Regions from separate parts of the Mus musculus genome. Here all the other regions are linked to region 6. The links are chromatin contacts, called in public Hi-C and HiChIP or PLAC-seq maps. All regions are on one chromosome and are shown on one strand. Each heading gives the region's core, a stretch centred on a gene start, on an enhancer-like site or on the middle of the called end of the contact. The rest is flanking DNA. Distances are from core to core; before and after follow the strand shown. Region 1 has its middle 16 kb from the start of Gm41335. Region 2 has its middle 100 kb from the start of Gm41335. Region 3 has its middle 65 kb from the start of 4930449C09Rik. Region 4 has its middle 120 kb from the start of 4930449C09Rik. Region 5 overlaps Pvt1 (Pvt1 oncogene). Region 6 has its middle 29 kb from the start of Gm41333. Region 7 overlaps Pvt1 (Pvt1 oncogene).

Region 1 (3,755 bases), core at 946-3,445, 640 kb before region 6:
TAAAGGGAGTTTCCCTTTACGTATTGACTCTAGAGTTCTGAGTCTTCCAACCTTTGTGCCTACTACTTCTTGGTAACTTCTTGGCATCTCTTTTCCCTTTCTCTTTCTGCAGGTAATTGATAAACTGAAGTAGAGTAGAAGATTTTAATGCCAAGGCTAGAGGGAATATACATTACTCCTTTTTAAAATTACAGTGTACAGGACAATTCATGTGGTCCCAACTGACCACTCACATTTATGGATGGGGTAGAATGAAAATTAGGAGATCTCACTGAAACATATGTAATTATTCAAGTCCCAGAGTGAATAAATATAGAATTAGAAATGTGGCTGAGGTCAGAGAATTGACAAGATCTTTATGGTAATGATGATGATTAATAATAGCTAAAACATTTAGAGCACTTACAGTATTCCAGGCTTATATGCATACATTAATTCCTGAAATCCTTATAAAAGCCCTTTGATGTAATGGTATTATTATATCTTTTAATATAGACCAAGGAGTAAAGAGCAAGTAAATAACTCTCTTGAGGTCACAGACTTCTAAGTGGCAGAACAAGAATTTGAATGTAGGGCGTCTGCTTCCAGAGTCTGTGAGTTTAACTGATGTCATATGCTACATAATTATTAACTTCAAATACTTGAAGAATGTCACATTAATATGTAAGTATCTTTGCTATGAGTTCCCAAGGGATAGAATTATAACTAACAAATGGAATGGAAATGATGGCAGTGCTCAGCCCAGAAGAAGGAAGTGCTTTCTAAAAGGAGCTGTCTCAAAGGAAGCAAACTGCAGCCTGAGATAGTGCAATCTTCATCAGCGGAGGTGCCCAAGCATACTAAGAGAAAACCCTTGATAAGGATGCCAATCCAATCATCCAGTAGAGATCCAATCATCCAGTGAGTGCTTCAAGGAGATAACCACTATTCTTCTCGAATATTCAAGAGTTGGAAAGTTTTGCAAATACATGCTTGCCAAGATTTCCTGAGGAGTGTAAACTTTCAGAATTAGTGTCTCAAAGTAAGTTCTAAAAGCTGTATCATCCAAGAACTGGACCTGAAGCTAGCTAGAACAGTGAGTTCTCAACCTTCCGAATGCAGTGACCCTTTAAATAAAGTTCCTCATGTCGTGGTGACCCTCAAACGTAATTTTGCTACTGTTATGACTAGCAGTATAGATATTGGTCTTTGGGGGTCATGACCTACAGGTTGAGAGTCATTGAGCTGGAAGGAGAAGGCTGGGGAGGGTGTAGAATAAATAATTCCTTACCTTTGAATCTTAGCAGTTTACTTAGAAGCAAAGGCTCATGGTTGTGTATTGACAGAGGGCCACCTATAGAATTCTAACCTGGAGATGAGCCCATGATTTGTACATGGTAGAAGATCTCCATTTTGGCTCAGTAGTACTGGCTCTCTGCTCCAGAAGCCTCTGTTTCTATTTTATAAAAGTGGTTTCCCAGGTTTAAGACTTATCTGAATCAATGGGAGAGCTCAATAAACCAACTGCACCTTCTCATTCAGTGCATTGAGGCTAGAGCTTGCAAACTTTCCTACCCCAGTGCTGTTCTTGCCTCTGCTTTCACCTTTTAGGAGACTACTCTCTGGGAACCATTGCTCTAACAGGGGCTTCTGGTTCAATACCATAAGCCTTTGTTTATATGTCTAGCTTCTCCTTGCTTATCTTTGTTTTACCCCCACCTAACCCACCATGGGTTTCTTGATAAAATTTTACTGAGGAAATGCATTGAAAGAAATATTAGTTTTCTAGAAGTTCAAAGAGGGGAAAGAAATCATGGGAATCTTTCAGAAGAGAAATCCTGTGTTGTCACCTTTCACATAGCTGGAAGCATGACTCATGCAAAGACATGCCTATCTTTGCTGAAAAGCAAACACAGACACACCAGTTTTGTGTGTCCTGGAATGTGCATCAGAGACGTCTCCTTATCACCTCTTCCTCATTCTTTTTCTGTCTCTTTAAATAGATGGTCACCACCACTTCATGCAAGGAAAGTATTATTTAGAGTGTGGAATGCAATTTGCTTCTTCCCAGAGTTAGTTCCCTTCGGACTGTCTTTGGATGAACTTTGCAGTCTTCACTGAAGGGGGAACCCTTTCCCACTGTTCTCTGGGAGAGCCACGGCTTTGAAGTCACAGCTGGCTTGACTAAACTCATTTCCTCCCTCCACAATGTGCCTCTGATGCAGTGTTGGCTGAGGCTCCCCCTTGCCGGCTCCTGCTATTGAACCAGACCCAAGTGCAATGTTTAATGTGAGTGTTTGGCTTGGCTTGAATTTGGCCAAATCATCTGTACTTCGTTTCATTTGAAAGCTCTACTTTTTTTTTCCCTCCCCGTTTCTCTCTCAAATAGTTCATTCCAGATGTTTTTGATTTGTCTTTCTGTGGTCCACTCCACCCAGTTCCTAAATCAGTAAATCATTTTCATGCTTCTTCCAAAATCTAAGCAAAGAGAAGTGCTCAATTAGAAAGAGCAACTGATTATTGGTTCCTTAGGCTTCAGTGTGGCTCTTTTCTTCAGGAACTACATTTCCAAGGTAGGAGAGAATGTGACAGAACATGTAGATTCCAAATTCCTAGCATTCAGGATCAGAGAGTATGCACAATAGGGATGTGTACATAATATGAACATCCAATTTTATTGCCTAGTTCAAGGCTTGATAGCACTGTTCTTGTTTGAATGCTTTCTGTGACTCAAGTGCACATGGAGACACCCATTCTATGAGCTTATGTGTATCCTTACATGACAGAAATACTAACTAATCAAGATCCCAGCAATTTTCTCATGGTGATGGAGGCAAGGGTAAACAGATGGAGCTAAGATGCAGGGAATGGTTATTTTATTGTCATTATAAGGAGTGAGGGCCTTATGAGAAAGTCCCATATCTGACAGATTAGGGAAGCTAGAAGGAGAAAAATTGCACACATTCAGAGTTTCTCAGAGTTTAAGAATTTACAAAGAAACTCTTGGATGCAACTAGGTGATAAAGTCAGATGAAATATGGGGAAAATGCTGTAAGGTGCTGGAGAAATGGATAGGTCAGCAGTTTAGAGCACTGGCTACTCTTACAGAGGACTCAGGTTCAATTCCCAGCACCTACGTAGTAACTCACAAATGTTTGTAATTAGAATTTTGTGGATATGACTCCTGACTTCAATGAGCACCAGACATAATGTCATAATGTACTACACATGCACACACACACACACATACATCACACACACATATATCACACACACACATCACACACACAGAAAAAAATTACATACAGGCAAATCACTCATACACATAAACTAAATAAATAAGTTAAATAAATAACTACCTAAATAAGATTTCTTTAAATAGTTTTAAGAAATTTTGATGTGATGTGAATGAAATTTCTCTGACAAATTTACAAATGACTCCAGTGAAGACCTACGTGCCCTCTAAAATCTTTCCTAAAGATGATGTAAGTTCTCTTTTGAACTTGATGTTAATATGAGACTTACTGTTCAGAGTACACCAATAATAGTTTATGCTACTTATTTTATTTCATGCTTTTATTCATTTATTTACCATATGACACCAGATTATAAAAGTATGCAAATAGCTTTTAGAGGTATACATATGCTTATTTATATATTAATTTAGAAAAGAAAGTTCTAGTTATTTATAGAATAATATATTTATTTAGGATAGCAATTTTAACTTGTACGTACCATCCCTAACAATGAGTATAGTACACAATCAACTTTAGGAC
Region 2 (3,489 bases), core at 380-2,879, 560 kb before region 6:
TGCTTTCAGTAGGTCATGAGGCACCACTCTGAGGAGAAGATACTGAAGGTCAGCATGAGAGATGCGACATTAACTAGAACCTGTCCAGGGAGAAAGAAAGAGAGAGAGAGAAAGAGACAGAGAGAGACAGAGACAGAGACAGAGGACAATTTGTATAAAATATAAGTAAAAATATTTCTGTAGAAAGCCAGAGAAGAATTTTTGAAATTATTTCCATCTTCTTATAGAAAAAGGCACATATAGGACTCCTAGAGATGTCACAGCAGAGGTGGGAGACACTTTTCACAGTGGACAAGTAAGGTGCGGGCCTTGTGTGCCATCATGGCTTTCCTTGCCACTAGTTAATCCTGCTGTGGTGGCATTAAGTAGTCACAGAACTCATGGACATGAACTATGACTTAGTCACCGATTACAAAATGTTACTCTTCTTTGGATTTTTTTCTTTTAAAACAGATATATGACCTTTGCTTATTGGGCTTTCCAATAAGTGATCAGTGTTTAATCTTTGAGGACCTTTTCCTATTGTAATGGGTTAACTCTTAGGCTGGGTTGTTGCTTATCAGTTACAAGGTCCTGGAGTCACTGTGACTCTTACATGAACGGGCTGGATGTGTTTCCAAACTCACACTCCAATGCTTCTTTTGCATGGTCAGAGAAAACCCCCTTTTCTTGGCTTCTTGTATTTCTATCCCTTTCAGTCAAATTCTGTTTTTAAAAACAATCTAGGGGCTGTAGATGTAGCTTAGTGGTAGAATATCTGTCTAATGTGCAAAGACCCTGGGATTAATTTCTGCATAGAAAATAAGTAGTGTATATTCCTTTCCCATATCAAATTGTTTCTTCCCAAACCAACTCCAACAACATTTCCATCTCTGGCTCCCCCTCCTCCCACTCTGACTACATGAAGTCTTGTCTTAAACTAGACAGGTCTTTGTAAACCTTTTACCCACTTGTGTGTTATAGAAGTTATGCTATGGGACTTAGACGCTATGTCATGAAAGACAATATAGCATCTCCTTCTTTGTTGTGAACCCTGAATCACTTAAGACGTTTGTGGAACATGTCATCTTTCTAGTACTCATCAGAGTTTTCTAAGGTAGAGTTAAGTTTTGCCAAGGAAGAGAGGTCTTTTATTACATAGCTAGAGAACATGTGTACATACAGAAGCCATTTCCCAGAGAGTAACTGAGGATTTGGGAACAGATCTCCATCTCCAGCAAACCTGTGGCCAGTGAAGTATTTTATTCATGAGAGTGGAATTGGGAGTGATGACAAATGCAGAAAAGGGAACACGATCATGAAAAATCTCAGACACACATTCTCTATCACTGGATGTCCACAGATTGTAAAGTGTACATATCTTGTTATATTACTCTCCTATAGATAATTCAATAGTCCATATATATATATATATATATATATATCAACACATAACTATATATTTACATATACATGTGCATATATATTTTTCTTTCATAATTCTCCCCCCTTTTTCCCATCAGAGTAGAGTACAGTGCAATTACCTCTTCGTTCATCTTGATCATCTCTTTCTTTTAGGCAGACTGCAGGGAACACTACTTTGAAAGCCAGATACCACAGATAAACTCACAGCTGGCCCAGTGCTGGTGCCAAGAACTCCTCTGTGCTCCAACTGAGAAACACCTGCCTCTGTAGGCCACAGACCCATCCCTTGAAACACCCTGGGAACCCCATCTCTGAGCATCCTCCAAGCTGTTATCTTGACACAATCACCAGGTTCAGGGTTTTTTAATCTGGCAGATTAAATCTTCATGTGGAAGAGGAGAAAGATCCCATCCTTGTAATTTTTCACCTACACCATTTCTCAGCTGTCTCCGTTTAACCTGCCATATTTATGGCCCAACTGTAATTTAGAAGAACACTTAGAAAATGCCAGTTTCAAAGGACAGCTCTGTCAAATTGCCTCTAAGAGTAGCTTTCTGAGTGAGTGCAGTGAACTGTGGTGAAGCTGATGATTTCAGTCAATTAGGTTTCAGACCAGACATTTTTTTTAAAGTATTCTGAAAGAGAGAACACATTTGGGAGGTAGAATCAAACAGTTATCACCTAAATGTAGATCAAGGAGGAAGAAATAACAAAAAACCTATTCAGGCTTTTTATAGATGCAAGTGCAGCAAAGGTCATTTGAGTGCTGCTATAGTGTGTTCATTCTGCATACAGTAGAAGTCACCAATTTTGAAGGAGGTCTAAAAAGTCTATGTAGACAAATGGGAGATCAGTAGGCATTTGGCAAGCATGAGTGGCAGGAACAATCTTAGTGAGATATATACAGGGCAGGTATACATCGGGATGCAGATGCTGAAACAGCCAGTTAGCCAGGAATCACATGTCATGGAGTCATCATGTGAGAGCTTGGATCAGAGAGGATGAGTGATCTAGAAAGGAGTAGGACCAATTTCAGGGGAGAGGGCTAGCACTCATCAGTGGTAATGCCTGAAGTGGAGGATCAGTGGGCAACTACTATGTTACTTCTCCATTCCCACTTTCCATTATTTAAAGGTGCCACCCAATGGCCAACTCCACTTGCAAACTTACTGGTAAGAGTACCACACTGTAGGACATAGTGTCACAGAATACAAGAAGTAGAAGGTCAGTTTAAGAACAGCATGCAAATGAAGTCACCTGCCCACTGAACAACTGCGCCCTCTCCTTCGTCAAATCTTAAAATTCTTTAACCTTCATTAACTCACTTTTAAAGAAAGTATTTAAATTCTTTACTGGGCATAAAATTTGAGCAGTTGAGGAATACGTTGGGAAAAAAAGAATGTTCCAAGAGTTTCAAATGTTAGATGAAAGTAACTCCATTCCTAGGCAAACAGAAATTCATAAATATGCATGGAGACTTAGATGCAAAAAATGTGTATCTTGTTTATGCTATTGAAAGTTGGAAGAAACTGAAAGTAAAGGTAATACACCCAGTATTTGGGTGTTTTAAAATAGGTGATTTCTGCTCCCAAGGCTACTGTATTCACTCAAGGCAGAATACAAAGGATCATAAGAATAGAATGGAGTGCTATAGAGATGGCGGGAGGAGCAAGGACAGTCAATGAAGGCCTCTATTCAAGCAACAAATGCAATGCAAAGAATACAGAAATGCTGGGAGACAATTTTCACATTTATATCTAAATGTAAAATTTCAAGAAGAAATTTCTTCTTGACGGAAAAGGGTAATAAATTCATTTGTTCTCAGAATCACTCAGAGAAACACTGTGTTTGGGAGGCAGGCTGCTGAAGTACAGACTATCCAGCGATGACGTCAGGGTGATTAGAACCTGCCAGTGTAATTAGAACCTAAGTGACCTGCAGTTCCTTCCAATTCTAGTTCTGCTTCTGACAGTGAATGCCCTTGATAGTGCCCTCGTGCCAGTTTGGGGTATGTATAACCAGAACCAGCTTCCATGCACTGGCACTGAGTACTTCACAAACAGATGAGTAGCATTTCTCTCCTAG
Region 3 (3,443 bases), core at 730-3,229, 950 kb before region 6:
CTATTTCTTTCAAATTCACTTTTAAAACTGAACTGATCAATGCATGTCTTCTCCTAAGATACGCATCAGTACGTTCCCTTGTTCTAGTACCAGTATCTGATAGCTTTAGACTCCCTGGAGTCTATGTATTCTGAACTTTCATGATGTCTAAACCCATCACAACAGAGTGACATTTTCTTTCACGTAGTACCCAGCTATCACAGAGCAGAGTCCATGCAAACCGCCTGCCAACAATTTGATATTGAACAGTCTGGATTTGAGAAAAGTGTGGGACTGTGGCATGCCAGCTCTTGAATGTCTCCCTTTGGTCTTCCTGACTTTTCCTTTTCTCCCAGCAATTCACCCTTTGAAACTCTATGTTCTTGATGTTGAAGGGATGGCAAGTTTAGCTATCATCTGACCTGGAAAGATGACCCTTAGGCAGAAAGATGACCTCAGGAAGATTAGGGAAATAGCTGTCTCCCACTGTGGACTCAGACTATTAGACATGAAAACCCATTGTTTCCCACCAATCCCAGACCCCCCTTGAGAAGAGCCACGTGTGTGTAATCATAGGTTCTCATATTAATTCCCCTGGGACCACAACATTCCCAGTTGGTGTACACGTAGTGCCACTACATCCTTGGACTGACAGGTACTTTGGTTCCATTTTCTGGTCTAATTCTCTGGCTGATATTTGGGTCCATCTTTCTACGATCCTCTCAACTGTTCTAACGACACAAAGTTCCATTTTGGGAGTTGTACCAGGCCACCTTGGGAAAACAAAATCTGTCTCCATTTCTCAATTGCCATTTGAGGGTCCAGCGGAAAGAACACAAATTTGAACAAACAGTATTTCATTGTATATTCAACAGAGAAACACACTCTTGTATGTCAACATTACGAGGAAGGCTGAGGATAGCTTTATAGTTTCTCTGAGGAAACGATCGTTCAGTTGGTACAAACGCTTATAGGACTTTTTATCTTACTCTTCATAGCCACTGGTCCCTGAAGAGAAGCTCTTTTATCACACTGGATTTCTCTGTTTCCCACTTGAGAACCTTAACCCCTTGGAGTAGGATCTATGCGCTTTGTAATCCAGAAGTTTTTATTCGGATACCATACTCATTTCTATCCTGGCACATGTTAGCAAGAGAAGAGTAAAAATTGTTAATTCATGGGAGAAAATAACAGCATTAATGAATGTATAGATTTACAAAGACACACATATACCATACTCATTTCTATCCTGGTACATGTTAGCAAGAGAAGAGTAAAAATTGTTAATTCATGGAGAAAATAACAACATTAATGAATGTATAGATTTACAAAGACACACATATACCATACTCATTTCTATCCTGGTACATGTTAGCAAGAGAAGAGTAAAAATTGTTAATTCATGGAGAAAATAACAGCATTAATGAATGTATAGATTTACAAAGACACACATATACCATACTCATTTCTATCCTGGTACATGTTAGCAAGAGAAGAGTAAAAATTGTTAATTCATGGGAGAAAATAACAGCATTAACGAATGTATAGATTTACAAAGGCACACATCATTGGATTGCTTTTGAACCCCATTCTCACTCCCCAGTCCTGTGCACCTAGGAGATACAGCATATAGCTTAGGTTGTTATGTATGCAAGGGGATTTAGAAGAGATCCTTTGGAGGAATGTCATATTTTAAAGATGGAGCTACTTTAAAAAAAAAAAGAGTCTCTCTGACCTTGAGTAAGCAACTTTATACACCATCTTACATGGCTGGTTTTAAATTGTCTGTTAGAGGCCACAATGGTAGCTGTTCTGCCAGGCCCTGAGACTGTTCAAGGGATGAAGCGAGATAATGCAGGTGAAGTCTTAAGTACTGGCTTAAGGGCAGCTGTGTGCGTAGTGTTTGAAAAATGTGCGCACTGGGAGCAGGAGGCTTGATTTCAAGCCTCCAGGCTGCACATCTTGAAGCTGAACTATGTTCAGGGTGAATCAAACAATTCCAAATACTGGCAGCAGGGGGCGCTCTTGCACTTTCCTTAGATTGTCCTAATCGGCTAAGAGGAGGAAACAACTTTTTGTCTCCATTTTCTAATTTAGTTCTTGGGTCCATTTGGGTGTGGAGGACAACATTGTGTCCGTTCACTGGGATGGTCCAGCCCATGAATTTCCAAAATGGCAGCAGTCTGATCTAGATTGATTTTGTTTTTATCTGTGCTTTGTGTAGGTGCCACAGACAATCTGGGTCCCTGGTCTGGCATGTAGGACAGATAGGTGCTGACCCTGTGACCTAAATTTCACAAGAAGAGTCCAGGTCAACAAAGAGTTTGATAGTTCGAGGGGCCAAACTGTCTTCTGGCTTGTTCATGATCGACCTGTGGTAGCATGGTGTGTAGCAGTAGCGGGGATATTCTGCTGTACTGTCAGGAATGAAGATGAGATGTGGAATGTGGGTCCTAGGGGGTACATCTTAAAAGCCCTAGCTAGTGTGGATGGGTCGTTATGGGACGGCATCAATGAGTAAATGAGTCCATGTTGCATCATTGCCATCTTATCATGGACACTGGAAGCCTTGAAGATAAATGAGAAAGGTGTGAGACACATATGGCATATATGGGTTTACAGAAACTCAGCTCAGGCCTCACACTCTGGTATGCTTTGTGCTGGTCTTTGATGTGTGTGTGTGTGTCAGAGTGGGGGTTAGGGGTTTCTACACCATACCCCTTTTGTTGATACTGACAATATAAAACCAAGAGGACAGTATAAGTAATTTTCCCAATGCAACTGACCAAGTTTTTTAAAAATGTGTATCATATACATATGTGTCTATATATGGCATATATGTATATATCATATATAAAATATATTTTAGACATAGTGCCAAAAGTGTGTGTGTATATACATACATATATATATATATATATATATATATATATACACATGTATATATATGTATATACACACACACACACACACACACACACATATATATATATATATATATATATATATATTCATTCAATTCTTGGATTGCAACCAATTAAGCCATTAAAGCGAGGTAAGTTGTTCCTTTAATCTGTGAATTTCATGTGAGTTTTACTAATGTCCCAATCACAAATCATGCCAAAATGAGGAGCTGAGTCCCACATTAAACTTGAGTTTCGTTAGCCTCCTTAAGCTCAGAAAAGCTTCCTGTCTTTTGCGACAATACTACCTTGGAAGGACACAGATTGAGGTATGTTGTAGACTCTTCCTCAAGCCAGTTTTCCCCACGATGCCTTGTGATCAGATTCAACTCCCGCATTTCTAGCCCCAGCATCGTGGAAGGGCTACTGTGTCTTTTCAAGCACTATGGTGGATACACATAATGCCAGCTTCCCTCATTACTGGTGATGTGAGCTATTTGCCTAAGGTCCTTTCTGCCAGGCTTCTCTGCTGCCAAGGCTCTGAATTTCCCTTTGTAGCTA
Region 4 (3,770 bases), core at 1,029-3,528, 900 kb before region 6:
TGTTGCCATTGCGTTGGGAAAGCAATGAATGCTTGGTTACACTGCTCCTTACTTGGGCTCCCCTAACCAAGTGACTTAGTCAATGTTTCTCTCAACATCCTGACAGCTGGAAGGGAGCTATTTAATAATGTCTTCATACCAAGAAAAGGAGATCATTAGGAACCAGTGCATAGCTCAGCATTGGGCATGTCACAGGAGCTCATGATATCTCAATGTTTGGTTGCATTAACTAGTGTACAAAAAGGTAGAAATATGGACCCCTCCCAGTGTGGGGTGGTGTGGGGTGGCTAATATTTCAGGGCTTGGGGAGTGCTGTTGGGCTCAAAATGTGAGTTGGCTGAAGTTTTACGGAGTGATGGAAAGCACTCTGAGCGTGTAGGTTCAAAAAGGTTTGGTGCAACTTTTATGGCTTCGAGTCTAAAACTGGATTCATTTGAAATGAAGTTGGAGAGCGAAGCTATTACTCAATGCTTCATGTATGTATTTGGAAACTGAATGTTCTCTGGCAGGCTCCTTTTCAGCTGTGACACAATCTTTGGATCCTTCCCTGCCTGCCTGCCAGTCCAGCTTCCATGGAGGAGAGCTATTTCTAATAACTGCAGCCAGACTTCAGTTTTCAGTGAAGATTAGCCTCGTTGATTCTTCCAGCTAGTGGGAGATGTGCCCCTGCCTCAGAACCCACAAGCATCTTATGGTTATTTATGGAAAGGCCCGTCTGTCTTAACCGACACTCTGCATCACTTCTGACAGATCCCTTGTGCAACACATGACAAATGACTTGCAATGATGTGCTTGGACGGAAGCATGTAACTTTAAAATTTTCATTGATCACCAACTAACTGCATTTAGAGTCTCACACATTACAAATGAAAGACTTCATGGATATGCTTTTGTCAGTAATACTTAAAATTGACTGGCAGATTGATGAAACATTTGACCCTTTGATTTATCCAAAATTTCAACCCAAATCTACTATCTTGATTCTTGGCTCTAGAAAATGTGGGAGATTATGAGATAGATAGAATTTTTCGCTGGCCTCCAGAAGCAGAAAGTCCATGTGTATAGATAGGTTTTTTTTTTTTATATCAAAACTTAACAAAATTTAAAAAAAGATGGAAAAGAATACATTGAGTGAGGGAAGCTCTAAGAAAAGGGTACCAAAGGTGCAGTGACCACACAGAGAATGAGTAGAAAGGCAACTGCAAATTCACTTTCAGTTTGTTATTACTTAATCCTCAATGTCTACTCAGGGGTGCCATTTTGGGGCATTTCTCATAGTCTCCTAACTATGTAAGATGCATGAGGACAGTGGCTGTGAATATCATGGCATCACTGTCTCCTTGATGCCTAACCACAGCTCATTCAGAATTCACACTTGCTAACTGACTGTGCATACAAGTGTAAACTAACTGTGAATGCAATGGTAAGTGATAGCATGAATATGGACAGGCTATACATTGGTGAAATGTTTAGGATTCTGGCCTACAGACTTGCTTCTGGAAAAGAGATTTTCTTTTTTAGTTTAAATGCCCTGAATTGTATGTAGCCACATTGGCACCTTTCAAAAGGTAAAGGATTCTTAGACTGTAAGCGTATATACAGTCAGAAAAACTTTCTCCAGCCTCACTGGATTTATAGGGTGAGAAGAGTTATGTGAATCTAGGCCAGAGGCCAAAGTTCCTCATTTCTTCCATCACTGGCAAATTAGGGCCTCAACAAGATATGAATACGTCTGACTTATAAAAATCTGCCCTTGAAATACCAACAGCCCAGAGTCTCTGCTTGCTCTGTTTTCTTCCCACAAGGTCCATGGCATCTGGCTGCTTCAGGCACAGGTCAGTCTCTTGATACAGGTACTTCCAGTATTACTCCACAAAGTCTGTCTCTGCTACTTTCTAGCTGTGTGGCCTCAGCTGGCTGGCGTTACCCTTTAGTGACAAGATGAAGCAGTGAGGACTTCTGATGTCCACCTCAGCTTGAGTGTCAAGAAAACTGAGATCTAATTCAGAGAGAAACCTTAGCTGGCATTGTGATTTATTAGTGGACACATCTGCGAGAGGAAATTTCTCCATCCTTCTAGAAAGCGAGTCTCATTTTCACGTTAGAGCACCAAGGGCAGAGGCTGTATTTTTCTCTGCCCCTATGATGCTTGGACAGTCAAACCCTCAACGAATGTCCTTTAGAGAGGGAGCTTTGTCTGTCTTAAGGTGCCAAGGTCTTGTCTACCGAAGACCCTGTAGGGACTGTCTGTCCCCTGGTGTCCTCTAGATGGCAAGCTCAGTCCAACTTTGGAGTAGTCAGTGCCTCAGGCTGGGCAATACCCTGTCACAGAGTCCTTTATTGGGAATCCAGTTTCATCCAACGCACAATCTTCAGAATGGCTTCAAGGCTCTGCAAATTTTAGGTATGCAGGTTGGATTCCTTCCTTTGCAGGGAGATGATGGGTGTGGCTCTATAAATCTCCCACCTCCCTGATAGAGATATCTGGTAAGAGACAGATTGGATGAAAGACATTGATGACAGCCTCATATGGACTTTCTCAGTTAAATCTCACCACAGCCTACAAAATAACTGGTGGAACTATTTTTCCTCTAGCAGTCACATTCATGTACGTGATCAAACAGCTATTTCTGCACAGCTGGCTTGCTATGCCACACTCACAAAGGTGTAAGTCTCTTGCCCCAGACAATTTCTGTCTTCTTAGTGTTTTACTCAAGAAGAGCAAAGGTCAAAAAAAAAAAAATCAAGGGGGACTATGATCATCTTAATTAATTTTTTTTAACATGTGAGATAATATGGAGGGGATAGTCAGCTTGAGTCAGTGGGGCTGCACTAGTCTGAGCAGTGAGGACCAGAGCCTGAAAGTTTTAACAGAATGGGGTTTTATGTGTCAATGGAATTCTGTCTCAGCTTCCAGAGAGTCTGGTTCACAAGACACAGTCCACGGCAGACATTATAGATGCTTTCTGGCTTGCGAAATGCTTGTCTGCAATTTCTCCAGAAGCAGACTACTACTCTCTTTCTCTCTCCCACATAGTTGAGAGTTGGCTCGTCCTTTCTGGAGAAAAGTAACTGGGGAAACCCATCAATCTTATATTTATACCATTCAATATACATTCATATCCATTTAGATCTATTTAACCTTAATTTCTCTTAAAATATTCCTTATACCCTTTTACATATTTTAAATCCATTCTGACAATGTGCATCTTCAGAACATTAGTTTACAATATATATCTTACTTTCTTTTTGTTTCAGTCTATGCTTTTCCTTGATATTTTATCTAATTCTTTCTTTTGCTTCAAGGATTCTGGAATTCTGAGCTCAGGTCCTCCTGTATATGCAGCAAGCATTTTACTCATTGAGCCATTTCTCCAGCCCTTCTATTTGAAAATTGTATTACTTTTTTCTCTTATGAAATTGTTTATTTTGTTATACATTTTATTTTATGTATGGAATAAAGATACCAATGCTTGGGCCATTTGATAAGCAGGATTTGTAAATTGTTCCCTAAAATTTCTTCTACATATCCATCAAATATATATTCTATGTATAAACCCTCCCTCGTAGTGTAAGCTCTAGTTGTATTGGGGATACCACCCTATAAATGGTTATTCTACTTAACAATCAGGATAAGATAGCTACTTTGTATGGCAAAAATCTTGTATAGCAGACTGAATAGAGATTCTCTTGCTGACTTTGGAGAAATAAGATGTCAATTTGTGAGAGTGCCACATGGAAGGTCAAGGTGTGGTCTCAAAGAGATGAGC
Region 5 (3,540 bases), core at 458-2,957, 620 kb after region 6:
CAAGCACTCACCACACACGGATTGTTTGTTTGTTTGTTTGTTTGTTTGGAGACAGGGTTTCTCTGTGTAGCCCTGGCTGTCCTGGAACTCACTCTGTAGATCAGGCTGGCCTCGAACTCAGAGATCTGCCTGCCTCTGCCTCCCAAGTGCTGGGATTAAAGGCGTGAGCCAACACTGCCTTGCCACACACGAATTCATACGTGCACACATAAATAAAATAAACATAATAGGATATATTTTTATAGTGTCACTAAAAATGAATCCCGAGGTAGAAAAAAGGAAAGGATCAAAAAGGTAGGTCCAGATCACAGAGGCAACTGTTGTACATCAGTTTGTGAAAAACTACTCACATGGCCATCCTTTTTGAAAGGCCCCAATGCTGGATGATGTCCTTAGAAAATGAATCATTCCTGGACACAAGAGAGTTCTGAAAGCTTCTATCAAAACCAGAAATCTGGTGGCATAGCCTATAACTGCACTAGGAAGACAGGGAAGGGGGGATCAGAAGGTTGGGAACAACCTTGTTCTACAGCAACACTCTATTAGAAATTTCCCCATCACCATCTGCCTTTATGCTACTATTCAAAATGCCCGCCTTCGAAGCGTGTCCATACCCAAAGCTCTTTCCAGCTCACTCATCACCTTCCATAGAAGGTAACAATGGCCTCCTAATCATCTCTCTAGTCATGAGGTTCCTGGTGAATTCAAAGGATGACTGTTTTCCATCTTGCCCTACAGATCTTTGAGGTCTAGCCCATCTGGCCCCAGTGGATAAGTGGTGGCTGAACACTGGACCACTTCCACAAGTGGCTCACATCAGCACTAACACATGGGTCATCAGCCTTACCTAGGAAGCCATAAAACAGACTCCTTCCCAAAGGATGGGTTAGGCTTTAGAACTAGCACTAGCCGGCAGAGGTGACTCCACCAAAGCCACATGAGCAGAGGAAAAGTTCTAGAGCCCAAACCCTTGCAGTATGTCCTGTGCTAGCACAACTATGCAACCAACCATCTTTCCACTCAGGGTCAGCTAGGGCTCTATCTCCAGTGCTACCGGACAGATACAGTATATACAGAGTCCTCCCTGCCAAGCTCCTAGCTGTTCCCTGCCCCCAACAGTTGAAAGCCCTCCTCTATCAGAGGCCAGATCGGGCCTCAGCATTCAGTCTCACCCCATAGAGAGCCTAGGCCTTCTAAAGACATTTTTATTTGTCTAAAGACATTTTACCTTGGGAGTTGGCTTCCTGCACTACAGGACAGCTGCCTTAAGAGGAAGACTCGAGGCAACCAGATTGGGTGGGGGTTTGGGGGAGGGGTGCTAAACTGAGTCAGGCAGGTCTGAGCATCAAATTCTAGATACTCTGATATTCTGACTTATGCTTCTCACTCTGCCTCTGAACTGGTATCATCTACTAGACCCCATTCCTTCAAACACCAAATGGGTATAAGGACAGTGAGATTTAATACACAAGAATTCTTCCACTTGTTCACTAAAAAAAAAAAAAAAAAAAAAAAAAAAAAAAAAAAAAAGATTGAATTCTCAAGGTAGCTTCAGGATGCTCCCAAAACACGCACGATACAAGAAAGTTGGCTGATCTTCCTGAGACGCACCTAGGGCCCAGGAATCTGCCCTACTTCACTCTTGCCCCAGCTTGCTTAATCACCGCCCTGGCTCCCTGCCTGTCAGCCAGCTGCTGACTTGAATTGAACTTTTGGATTCTGAATCCTAGCTGGCAGCCCGAGGTGTGTATCACTCCCTAGCCTACACACATAGGCCTAGAAAGGAATCAGGGTAAAAGAGTCCTTGAGGAGGACAGAGAGGGTCAAATGCCAGTGTGAACTGCCTTTAAATGCCCCAAGAGTCAGGACAGCCCATCTGGGTCCCACACAAGGGCTCACTGTTGAGTACACAGCTGTACCACTTGTGACTCAGAGAATGACTCAGCAGTCCACTAGAAGAGCATGCAGAAAAGCTTTTGAGTCACTTCTAGAAGGGGGGGGGGGGGGTGTGCCAAGCTACCAGCACAGCTCAGTCCAGAGGAATGCCCTCCCCTGCCAGCCTTGCCCACTGCCTGAGATTCATACACTCGGTATCCCAGCAGGGGCACGTGATGGGCCTGACACTGGGCCAGGCCAAATAGGCAGGGGCAACAAAAGTCCCATTTCCCGGCTGGGATGAGATCATTGTGAAGCGGGGGAGAAAGGAAGCAGGATCCAGGACCCAAGAAGGGGTGGGGATGGCCAGGAAGTCAGCAAGCATCCCTGCTAGGATAGAACAGGGAACAAAGGGGCAAAATAGAGCCTGGGCCCAAGGGCACAATGGGACCCCCAGTGTAAATTACTCTGAATGGCACACAGACTCAGAGAGTATCTTGTACCACCCCCATCCCCAACCTCCCACATTTCCCTCCTTCTTCATTCATCTTTATTTATTAGAACTCAACTTTGGTTACTCAGCCCAGCAAATACACCCCTACAGAAAGCTTCTGTCACAACCAGCTTGAGTCAAGATATACTGTGGAGACCTCTACATCAGCATGCCCCTCCCCTCCCGCAGAGTCCCTCTATTCTATTCCTTCTTTATGGGACCTGTGCAGCTCCTGCTGCAGCTCTTCCATACAGACTTCCAGGAGAAGTGAGAAACTTGCTTTCTTTCTCAGCAACCTCTAGGTTGGCAAAGTCACAAGAGCATTGCCCTACAAGCTGAAGAGCATGCTCTATATTAGAGCAAAGGCGGGCCAAGCCCCTGGAGGGATCACTATCAAAGAGCATCCAGGTCATTCACTTAAGGCTGGGCATGGTGGCCACATACCCTTGGCCCCAGTGTTTGAGAGGCAGAGGCAGGACAATCTTTGAGTTAGAGACTAGCCTGGCCTTCATAGCAAGCTCAAGGACAGCCAGGACTACTTAGAGACCCTGTCTCAAAAATAGAGAGAAAGAGAGAAAGAGAGAGAGAAAGAAAGGAAGGAAGGAAGGAAGGAAGGAAGGAAGGAAGGAAGGAAGGAAGGAAGGAAGGAAGGAAGAAAAAAGAGGGAGAGAGGGAGGGAGGGAGGGAGGGAGGGAGGGAGGGAGGGAGGGAGGGAGGGAGGGAGGGAGGAAGGGACCAGAAGTTGAGAAAGGTAGGTAGTCACCTATGTCTTCCTGATAATAAGGAATGGCCAATGGCCTCAGCTCATTTTACTCAGCCTTGTTTTGGTTCTCTGGCTTTACCTCCTCGTCTTGCTGAGATGCTGCAAAGTATACCATTCAATTGTTTTATATATATATATATATATATATATATATATATATATATATATATATTTTTTTTTTTTGTTTTGTTTTTTTTTGTTTTTGTTTTTGTTTTCCGAGACAGGGTTTCTCTGTATAGCCCTGGCTGTCCTGGGACTCACTTTGTAGACCAGGCTATATTAATAAACTCAAGGAAAAATCTCAATCCTATGAGACAGACGTCACTGTGGCTTGCTATTTTATAGAGGGATTGAACAGAGACCCAGAACAGTTAATTACATTCACAGTGACATTCGAACCTAAGTGACT
Region 6 (3,644 bases), core at 170-2,669:
CTCATGCTCTGTCCTGAAAACTGCTTCTTCCCAAACACTCTCCCTGAGGCATGGGGAATTTAACCTCATATACTCATCATTTCAGATGCGACCAGGCATCTTCAGACCATTATGTTTCTATTGGAATTTGGAACAACTAGAAAACCAGTGATGCTGAATTATCTCAACCCTACCACCAAAGAAACATCGCAGGAAACGTGCACAAAACAAAACAGCTTCCTTTTAGGCTCACATCTCCTCCTGGCAGTGGGTACATCAAACGCTAGCGAGCCCTTTGTCCTGGTGCCCCCACTAGATTTTTCTCTTCAATCGATTTGACTTTGGGAGAAACAAAGGTCTTTAAGTATAAAAGTGAGTGACAGAGAATAGGACACATCACTATCCCTCTTGTTACAGCATGGAGGTTTAGTATTATAAGCTCATAAGGATTTTAGAAGTACTCTTTACACACCTTTTGCTTGATAGCTCTGGAAACTGAAACCAGATCAAACAGAAATTTAATTTCTTATTTTTTTCTGCCCATTTCTCTACACATTGACACAAACATACACATTACACATGCACATAAACACCCAGTGTCCCCCTAGCCCCCCCTCTCTCCCTCCCTCCCTCCCTCCTTCTCTGTTTCTTTCTTTCTCCCACTGAATCTTTAAATTCAACCAAGTAAGTAAACCACAAGTATCAAGAATGCAAACATCTTATGAGAGATGCAATGATCTTCATGTTAAAATCTGATGGGCTGTCACATTAAAATATAGCAAAGTGAATAGAAAAGAGGACCAGGAGTCCACCTGATGTAGCTCTAAGGATGTTTTCATGCCCATCCACTGAGTGAACCTATATAACTTAGTTAATGCCTTTGGGTCCCATTTTCATCTCCTAAAGGAAGAGTTTTAATTGTGCCTCACAGTATTGCTGATGGGTTCACACCAGATTCTAGGTGTGAAAGTGCTTGCGCTCCATCTACATGTAAGAAAACACACAACAGAAGTGTCTTTGGGCACACAAGGTGAGGCTCAGAAACCCCCAAAAGATGAAGTGTTGCTAAGTGCTCCAGTGAACTAAAGCTAAGTAAACAGTCAGAAACCATCAAACCTTCAACAACAAACCGATATTTGGGCTAACCACACCCAACTCCTACAGCAGCTTGCAAGGTACATACAAGGAAAAATACCATAACTTTGTGGATTTCTGGGTGGGAGAAACATATCTAGGAACACAAAATGACAAGCTACTAGGCTTCAGGAAGTAGCAGGTGTCCCCAGGGAACATCAAATATGAGTCAACACACCTCTTCTGGTTCCTAAGTTTAACTGCAGGCCTTTGGAAATAGAGAGGCCATTCCTAAGGCTTATGAGGAACCACAAGACCTGCTTTCTCGTGTGTGCAGCCTGAGACTCTGAGCCATTGTCCCATGGGAGGCCACTGGCAGCCTCAGACAGAGCAAGCTGAGTTGGGATGAGCCATGATACTGAGTTCCAGTAAAACCCACAGAATGTTCTGAACTTATGACTAAGTCTGAGCAACATAAACAAGCTCCAAAAACCACCTCAAGAAGGGTGGCTTTGGTGGTGTGGCCTGGTAATCTCTTTTCTCAAAGGAAGGAAGGAAGGAAAGAAGAAGAAAAGGAGAGAGAGACAAGAGTCAGAGAGACCTAGAGAGATAGAGATAGGGGCACAGAGAGGCACACAGAGACAGAGAAGAAAAGGTCTTGTTTAAAAGAACCAAGATATTCTACTTTACAGTTTTCATTTTTTGATAGTGACGTATCTAGCCCCCCCACTTTTTTGATGCTAATCTCTCTGTTTTGAGCTCTCACAGGAAAGTAGTTAGCTGTGAGTGCTGGAGCCCAGGGCATCCTCAGGACCACCATGGGGCCTGGGTGGGGTTGAACAGATGGTGTGCTTGCCTGCTACTCCCTTGAGTCAGCCAGAACAGCTTCCTCTTTTATTGATTTTATTTTATTGGCCTTCCTCACACTTTATTGGAGAAATACGTGTATAACAAGCTCCTGCTGTTTTTCAAAGGAAGAAAGTATAAAAGCAGAATAAATAATGATATTAGCTCTGAAGTAGCAAGAACTAGTGGGTACTTGTTGAATGTGTGCCAGGTACTGCTTTCAATTTAAAATCCTCACATGACCCCAGAAGTGAATGCTCTCATCAGTACCCTCCTAGAGAAGGGCAGAATAAGATACAGAGAATTTGAATGACTCTACTTATGTGAGTAAGCCAATCATTAGCTCAGAATATAGTTCCTACCAGCAGGATTGATGTCTGCCCATGTGTTCTTATCTGATACAGTTTATTGACTCCTTCACCAAGGCTTGACTTGTGTTTCTATTCTCAAAGTAGACCCAAGGCTGTTGCCTGACTTCCCCTTTCTATCCATGGTCTGCACAATGTTCGGCCTACATTCAGATACTGTTCCTTCAGTAGAGTTTCCCCTGGATACTTCATTGAGAAGGAGGCTTCTTCTGGTCAGTCTGCCTCTCCTTTACTTTGCTCCATTTTTATTCTTAGCATTAAAAAAAAAAACTGATCTGCAAAATCTATGGGCTCTGTGTGGTCTTTGGTCTATGGACCTTCTTAGCTCCTGAGATCAGTGACTTTCTCAGTTCCCCAGATCACTGTCCATCCCTAACAACTGAATTACAACAAAGGCTTGAGGAAATAAACATGTAAGAGAGTATAACAGTTGTCAAGGAAAGAATAAAGAAAGATATGTGGCAAGGAAGATCACTTGGTACTGACTGGAAAACCCAGAATGAGAGGTCTAATAACTTAAGACTAGAATCATGTGATGTGGAATGAGACGACAGATGATGCTTCATTTATTCTTTTGTTTTTGAGATAAGGGTCTCAGATTCACAATGTTTTTGTAAGGATTAGGTGAAGCAGGATGCACCTGTAAATAGATCTTTGTTGATGGCTTCCTACATTTTCTACTCTAGACCTGGTTCTGGAGATATAGCAAGCGTATAAGAGGAATGTGTGCTGAGTTAAACCAAGTCGAGAGTGGCTAAACTGCTATGGGGAAAGCACAGAAACAGGTGCAAAGAAATGAGCATCCATTTGGTCATGTGACTATGGCTCTGGCCATAACGTCTCACCTTGTGTACCTTTTCAGTCTTTATTTCTGTCTGGATAAAATAAGGTAGGGCAATATTTGGTAGGCATTATTTTTTATCTCTGAGATCTTTTAAGACCAAACCTAGCATTACACAGTTGATCTGCTTTCTCTCACATTTCTGAAAGCAAACTACCCAACCCTCCTTATTGCCAGGGACTAACTATTCTGTTTACTATTTGGTTCCTAGGGTCCAGCCCAAATAAAAATTCTGAGTATATCTCAGATTAGAAAATTACTCTGGCTGGCTGGACAAGAAATGCTTATATATACAATAGGCAGTCAAATCATTATCTTATCTGGATCTCTATGGGTCGTTCTGGGTAGATGAGCCTCTTGACTCACTTGGTCAAAGGAATGCCATTATCCATAGCTAGCCCTTTTCTTTTATGAATGGAAAAGGAGGGAAATGTGGGGAGGCGCTCTTGGAGATTTCTGCTTTAAGTCCATCTTGAAGAGCTTGGTGGGTTTGTTCTTGTTCCTGGGGAGGACTCATTATTTCTTTTGACATGCTG
Region 7 (3,494 bases), core at 734-3,233, 580 kb after region 6:
ATAGTTACAAAAAAAAAAGTTAAGTTTCGTTTTGTTTTAAATAAAGAAAAGAGCATCAGGAACAGAGAGTGTGGGTCAGTGGGTCAGCACCAGACTAGCAGTCACACACAGGCCCTGTGACCATCCTCAGGGTGGTGAGTGGGAGGGCAGAGGCACGGGGACAAGGAAGGGACTAATAAACAGAACGCAGGAAGGAAATTTGCCTTTTTTTCAGCTTGCTGAAGAATGCTTCAGGTCAGGATTTCACACTGCTCTGCATTCTGACCCCACATCTGACCTCCAGGTCCTCTTCAGCACAGCTCAGAGAGGCCTGGCTGTTCCTCTGTGTTCTGTTAGCTTTTAAAGAACTCGGCTACCCCCGTCCTACAAGTACACAAGGCATCCTGTGTGTCTCTCTACAACTTTTGATCAAAAATTTTCATAATATCTTACCCCTTCAGATGTCTGGTCTCTGTCTGTGTCACCCTTAAGAGGAATCACAAAGGCACCCCTAAAGCCCCTCTTCAGCTTCCTTCCTTCCTTCCTTCCTTCCTTCCTCCCTCCCTCCCTCCCTCCCTCCCTCCCTCCCTCCCTCCCTCCCTCCCTCCCTCCCTTCCTTCCTTCCTTCCTTCCTTCCTTCCTTCCTATTGTTTTTTTCCCCCTAAGCCTAGATGTCAATTTATCCAAGCTGGCCTTGAATTTCCTATGGAGCACGAGTTAGATCGATCTTCAATCTCAAAGGCAGATTATAAACATGTCTTCCATGCTCAGAACTACAGTGAAAGGTCCCATCCTGTGTGCATCTACTGAGTGCTTCAGTGATCAGCTGTCCCTCACCCCACAGAGATCCCTGCACATATTGAACTTGTTTGTGCCTGCATCTCCTCCATGGTCCTTGAACCAATCTCCTAAATTAGCTTGGAGAATAAAGAATCTAGACTCCTATGCTACCAGAGCACAAGCTACAAATGGCCAGGTTAGGTTCACTCTGCCTTCATCCCATGCCCCACACCCACACATCTCTGCAAATACCTTCATAACTACATGGCTGCTTTTTCATTGAATTTGAGGAGCAGGAGGTAGGACTTTTGGGAATGATCCTATGAATACAGGGGCAGCAGCCACTTATTCCCTCAGTGGTACTCTGGATCAGAAACAGCCGCAGAGAGGAAGAAGAAAAGGAAGAGATGGCCTGTGTAGTCTAGTACACACTCATATACACTTAAAAGTGTCAAACAGGGCTCTGGAGAGTTCTTTGGCAAACATGAACTCACCCCAGATAAATGGCTCTGAATAGGCAGTGGATCCAAAGCTACCACTTCTCCCCGGAAATGTTCAGTCTCATGGGAGAGACAGGACACCTCAAAGAAAAGGACACAGTGGCCGTGAGCTGAGAGGCAGAGCAGCTGAGTCTGTCAAGGAAGCCAGAAGGGGATTTACAGACACTGTGGCAGGTGTGAAACCAAGATCAGGTGGAGACGGGGATCAGCTGGAAGAGTCAGGAAACTAGCCGAACAGTCTGCTGGATGGCAGCTTTGGTGATGAGGCTGGTGTACCTCTGAGACAGCGTTCCTTACTTCTTCACTGGGACACTGACGGTGGTGGCCTCTTCTACTACACCTCAAGGAGTCTTTCCAAGAGTTGTAACACACTGCAGCCCTCCAAAATAGAGTGTCCCATCGGAAGTCCCATGAAGGGTTAAGAAATGGATGTGGGAAGATGGAGAAGGCAATTGCATCCATGCCCCTAACAGACCAGCCTCCGAAAAACATGAAGCCCTAGATGCCAGAGAATGACTGTGCCCTGTAGATTTGTACTAAGCTTTCACCTCGATATATCACCCAAAGAAAGAAAACTGGGAGGGGGGTGCGAATTCCAAAAAGATGACGCAGCCCTAAAAATCAAGATAGAGAATGCCCCGAGCAACTCATAGCACGGAATAACTGAAATGGAATTTCCTCCCCGTCAGTGGAAGGCACAGGTTCTCAACTCCAGCGAGGGGGGCCCCGGAGCCAGCCATGTGAATCAGCTCCTTGTTTGCAGTTCCAGGGAACCAGAGTCAGGAAGGGGCTGGGTGTGGAATGTGTACTTTCTTCAGCTATCACTCTCCCCCCACACACACACACCCCTCCCCTTCTGTTTACACCCTCAGTAAGACTGCGGCTTGGGCTACCCCACATGTAGAATCGCTGAGGTGATCATTCAAAAGAAGTCCTTCTGGGCTGGGAAGTAACTCAGTACAAAATCCAGAAGAACTGGATTCGATGCATAGCACCTAATAAAACCAGACTATGTGGTGCAAACTTGTGATCACAGCAACCAGGAGATAGAGGCTGAAGCTTAGAGTCATTCTCTGCTGTCCATTAAGTTTGAGGCTAGCCTGTGGTACCTGAGACCCTGTCTCAAGTGGGATGGGTTGGTGGGGGGGGGGGGGGACTAGACAGGGTGCTGATTTAAACTGGTGAGGATTTAGTAGGAAAATGCCAGAACTTTCTGGCTTCCTCTCCTCAATCTGATCATTGGAGGCGCCATGTAATCAGCTAGGAATCCAGGAAAAACGGTCTGAACTAGAGAGCAAGGAGCAAGCTTCCTCTTCCACCAGCCCTGCCTGTCACACCTGCATTCACTGTCCCCTAGCAGACAAAAAGGCACAGCCTCCAGTCATCCTCCTGAGCACTGGCTGGCTTAGGTTTATGACTTCCAGAGACTGCGGGAGAGCAGTGACTATAAACAGAAAAGGCCCTGTCACTTCCACAGGCTTCAGGTATCCAGCCTCTTGCTGGTAGTCAGAGTGTCTTCTGAGGGCCCTTGATGTCTGAATCTGCAGGAAGCAGCAACCTGCCACCTACGGACTAAACGTGGACACTTGTTGGGTAGCAAGCAGATGATGGAGAAAGGTGTGTCCAGAAGCCCCAGGGAAGGGATCCCATCTTAGAGTGCGTGCTAGCTGGGGACTGGACCCCTCCCATCTTCCATTTCAACACTTGCAGGATGACGATTATACAGCTTTTTCACCTTTGGAACTGCTAGGAAAATTAAATCGAACACTGGCACATTGGGAATGTCCAATAAAGTAGAACATGTAAAATCCTGGACGTTGGTGTCCACCCAGACACCATGCCATTTGATATATATGTGAGAACCGGGTTCACATCAGCCCACAGAAGCATCAGGAAGGCATTGGCTTCATCAGACAACAAAACTAAGCCACTTTCCTCAGTCTTACATGGGAAGCAGAGGGCATCAGATATGTCAGTTAAGCCGTTTATCGCTGGTTCATCACACCACGGAGGGGGGCCAATCTGATCAGCCCCACCTGAATTCCCCCAGTTTTCTCTTTCCCCCTCCCCGTTGTTTGTCGTTATCTAAACATTTATCATCCCCAGGAAGATGCAAATGCTATGTGAATTCACAATGCACTGTCAGCCGAAACCCTCCCAGCCATTTGGAGGATTTATCTTCGTGCTAACCAGGAGAACAAATGAAACCCAGGAAAATCTTAATTAACTCCATAA

What was found. HiChIP or PLAC-seq counts read pairs in DNA pulled down with a chosen protein or histone mark. A called contact is a pair of places that touch in the nucleus more often than the background predicts.
Region 1: a contact with region 6 is called in a FOXA1 HiChIP or PLAC-seq map of pancreatic cancer cells. The contact joins two enhancer-like sites. A contact is called at or near these places in 1 of 15 datasets of contacts at CTCF or cohesin (the NIH/3T3 cell line), 1 of 484 Hi-C or Micro-C datasets (uterus) and 1 of 115 datasets of contacts at active chromatin or transcription factors (pancreatic cancer cells).
Region 2: a contact with region 6 is called in an H3K27ac HiChIP or PLAC-seq map of T-cell acute lymphoblastic leukemia, with 2.5 times the contacts expected there. The contact joins two enhancer-like sites.
Region 3: a contact with region 6 is called in a Hi-C map of the C2C12 cell line, with 2.5 times the contacts expected there. The contact joins two enhancer-like sites. A contact is called at or near these places in 1 of 15 datasets of contacts at CTCF or cohesin (the NIH/3T3 cell line), 3 of 484 Hi-C or Micro-C datasets (the C2C12 cell line, adipose-derived mesenchymal stem cells and bone marrow-derived macrophages) and 2 of 115 datasets of contacts at active chromatin or transcription factors (T-cell acute lymphoblastic leukemia and large pre-B cells).
Region 4: a RAD21 HiChIP or PLAC-seq map of pro-B cells shows a contact between it and region 6, with 17 times the contacts expected there. The contact joins two enhancer-like sites. A contact is called at or near these places in 2 of 15 datasets of contacts at CTCF or cohesin (large pre-B cells and pro-B cells), 3 of 484 Hi-C or Micro-C datasets (the N1E-115 cell line and uterus) and 1 of 115 datasets of contacts at active chromatin or transcription factors (T-cell acute lymphoblastic leukemia).
Region 5: a contact with region 6 is called in a CTCF HiChIP or PLAC-seq map of the NIH/3T3 cell line, with 5 read pairs. The contact joins two enhancer-like sites.
Region 7: a contact with region 6 is called in a FOXA1 HiChIP or PLAC-seq map of pancreatic cancer cells. The contact joins two enhancer-like sites.

What each region holds. Positions count from the first base shown.
Region 1 is chr15:63,339,006-63,342,760 of GRCm38.p6, reverse strand. No RefSeq gene overlaps it. Among named protein-coding and RNA genes, the nearest start is that of Gm41335, 16 kb to the left of the region's middle. Within about 2 kb of position 2,195, at least 70 of the 459 cell types and tissues checked have an H3K27ac peak or open chromatin away from gene starts, as enhancers often do. A contact at or near this core is called in the NIH/3T3 cell line, pancreatic cancer cells and uterus, where this site is marked.
Region 2 is chr15:63,254,106-63,257,594 of GRCm38.p6, reverse strand. No RefSeq gene overlaps it. Among named protein-coding and RNA genes, the nearest start is that of Gm41335, 100 kb to the left of the region's middle. Within about 2 kb of position 1,629, at least 4 of the 459 cell types and tissues checked have an H3K27ac peak or open chromatin away from gene starts, as enhancers often do. A contact at or near this core is called in T-cell acute lymphoblastic leukemia, where this site is marked.
Region 3 is chr15:63,651,282-63,654,724 of GRCm38.p6, reverse strand. No RefSeq gene overlaps it. Among named protein-coding and RNA genes, the nearest start is that of 4930449C09Rik, 65 kb to the left of the region's middle. Within about 2 kb of position 1,979, at least 38 of the 459 cell types and tissues checked have an H3K27ac peak or open chromatin away from gene starts, as enhancers often do. A contact at or near this core is called in the C2C12 cell line, where this site is marked.
Region 4 is chr15:63,600,254-63,604,023 of GRCm38.p6, reverse strand. No RefSeq gene overlaps it. Among named protein-coding and RNA genes, the nearest start is that of 4930449C09Rik, 120 kb to the left of the region's middle. Within about 2 kb of position 2,278, at least 38 of the 459 cell types and tissues checked have an H3K27ac peak or open chromatin away from gene starts, as enhancers often do. A contact at or near this core is called in T-cell acute lymphoblastic leukemia, pro-B cells and uterus, where this site is marked.
Region 5 is chr15:62,077,973-62,081,512 of GRCm38.p6, reverse strand. All of the region lies in intron 1 of Pvt1 (Pvt1 oncogene), which reads right to left. Among named protein-coding and RNA genes, the nearest start is that of Pvt1, 42 kb to the right of the region's middle. Within about 2 kb of position 1,707, at least 192 of the 459 cell types and tissues checked have an H3K27ac peak or open chromatin away from gene starts, as enhancers often do. A contact at or near this core is called in the NIH/3T3 cell line, where this site is marked.
Region 6 is chr15:62,696,571-62,700,214 of GRCm38.p6, reverse strand. No RefSeq gene overlaps it. Among named protein-coding and RNA genes, the nearest start is that of Gm41333, 29 kb to the right of the region's middle. Within about 2 kb of position 1,419, at least 72 of the 459 cell types and tissues checked have an H3K27ac peak or open chromatin away from gene starts, as enhancers often do. A contact at or near this core is called in the C2C12 cell line, the NIH/3T3 cell line, T-cell acute lymphoblastic leukemia and 3 more, where this site is marked.
Region 7 is chr15:62,117,675-62,121,168 of GRCm38.p6, reverse strand. The region is part of intron 1 of Pvt1 (Pvt1 oncogene); the gene reads right to left. Among named protein-coding and RNA genes, the nearest start is that of Pvt1, 81 kb to the right of the region's middle. Within about 2 kb of position 1,983, at least 64 of the 459 cell types and tissues checked have an H3K27ac peak or open chromatin away from gene starts, as enhancers often do. A contact at or near this core is called in pancreatic cancer cells, where this site is marked.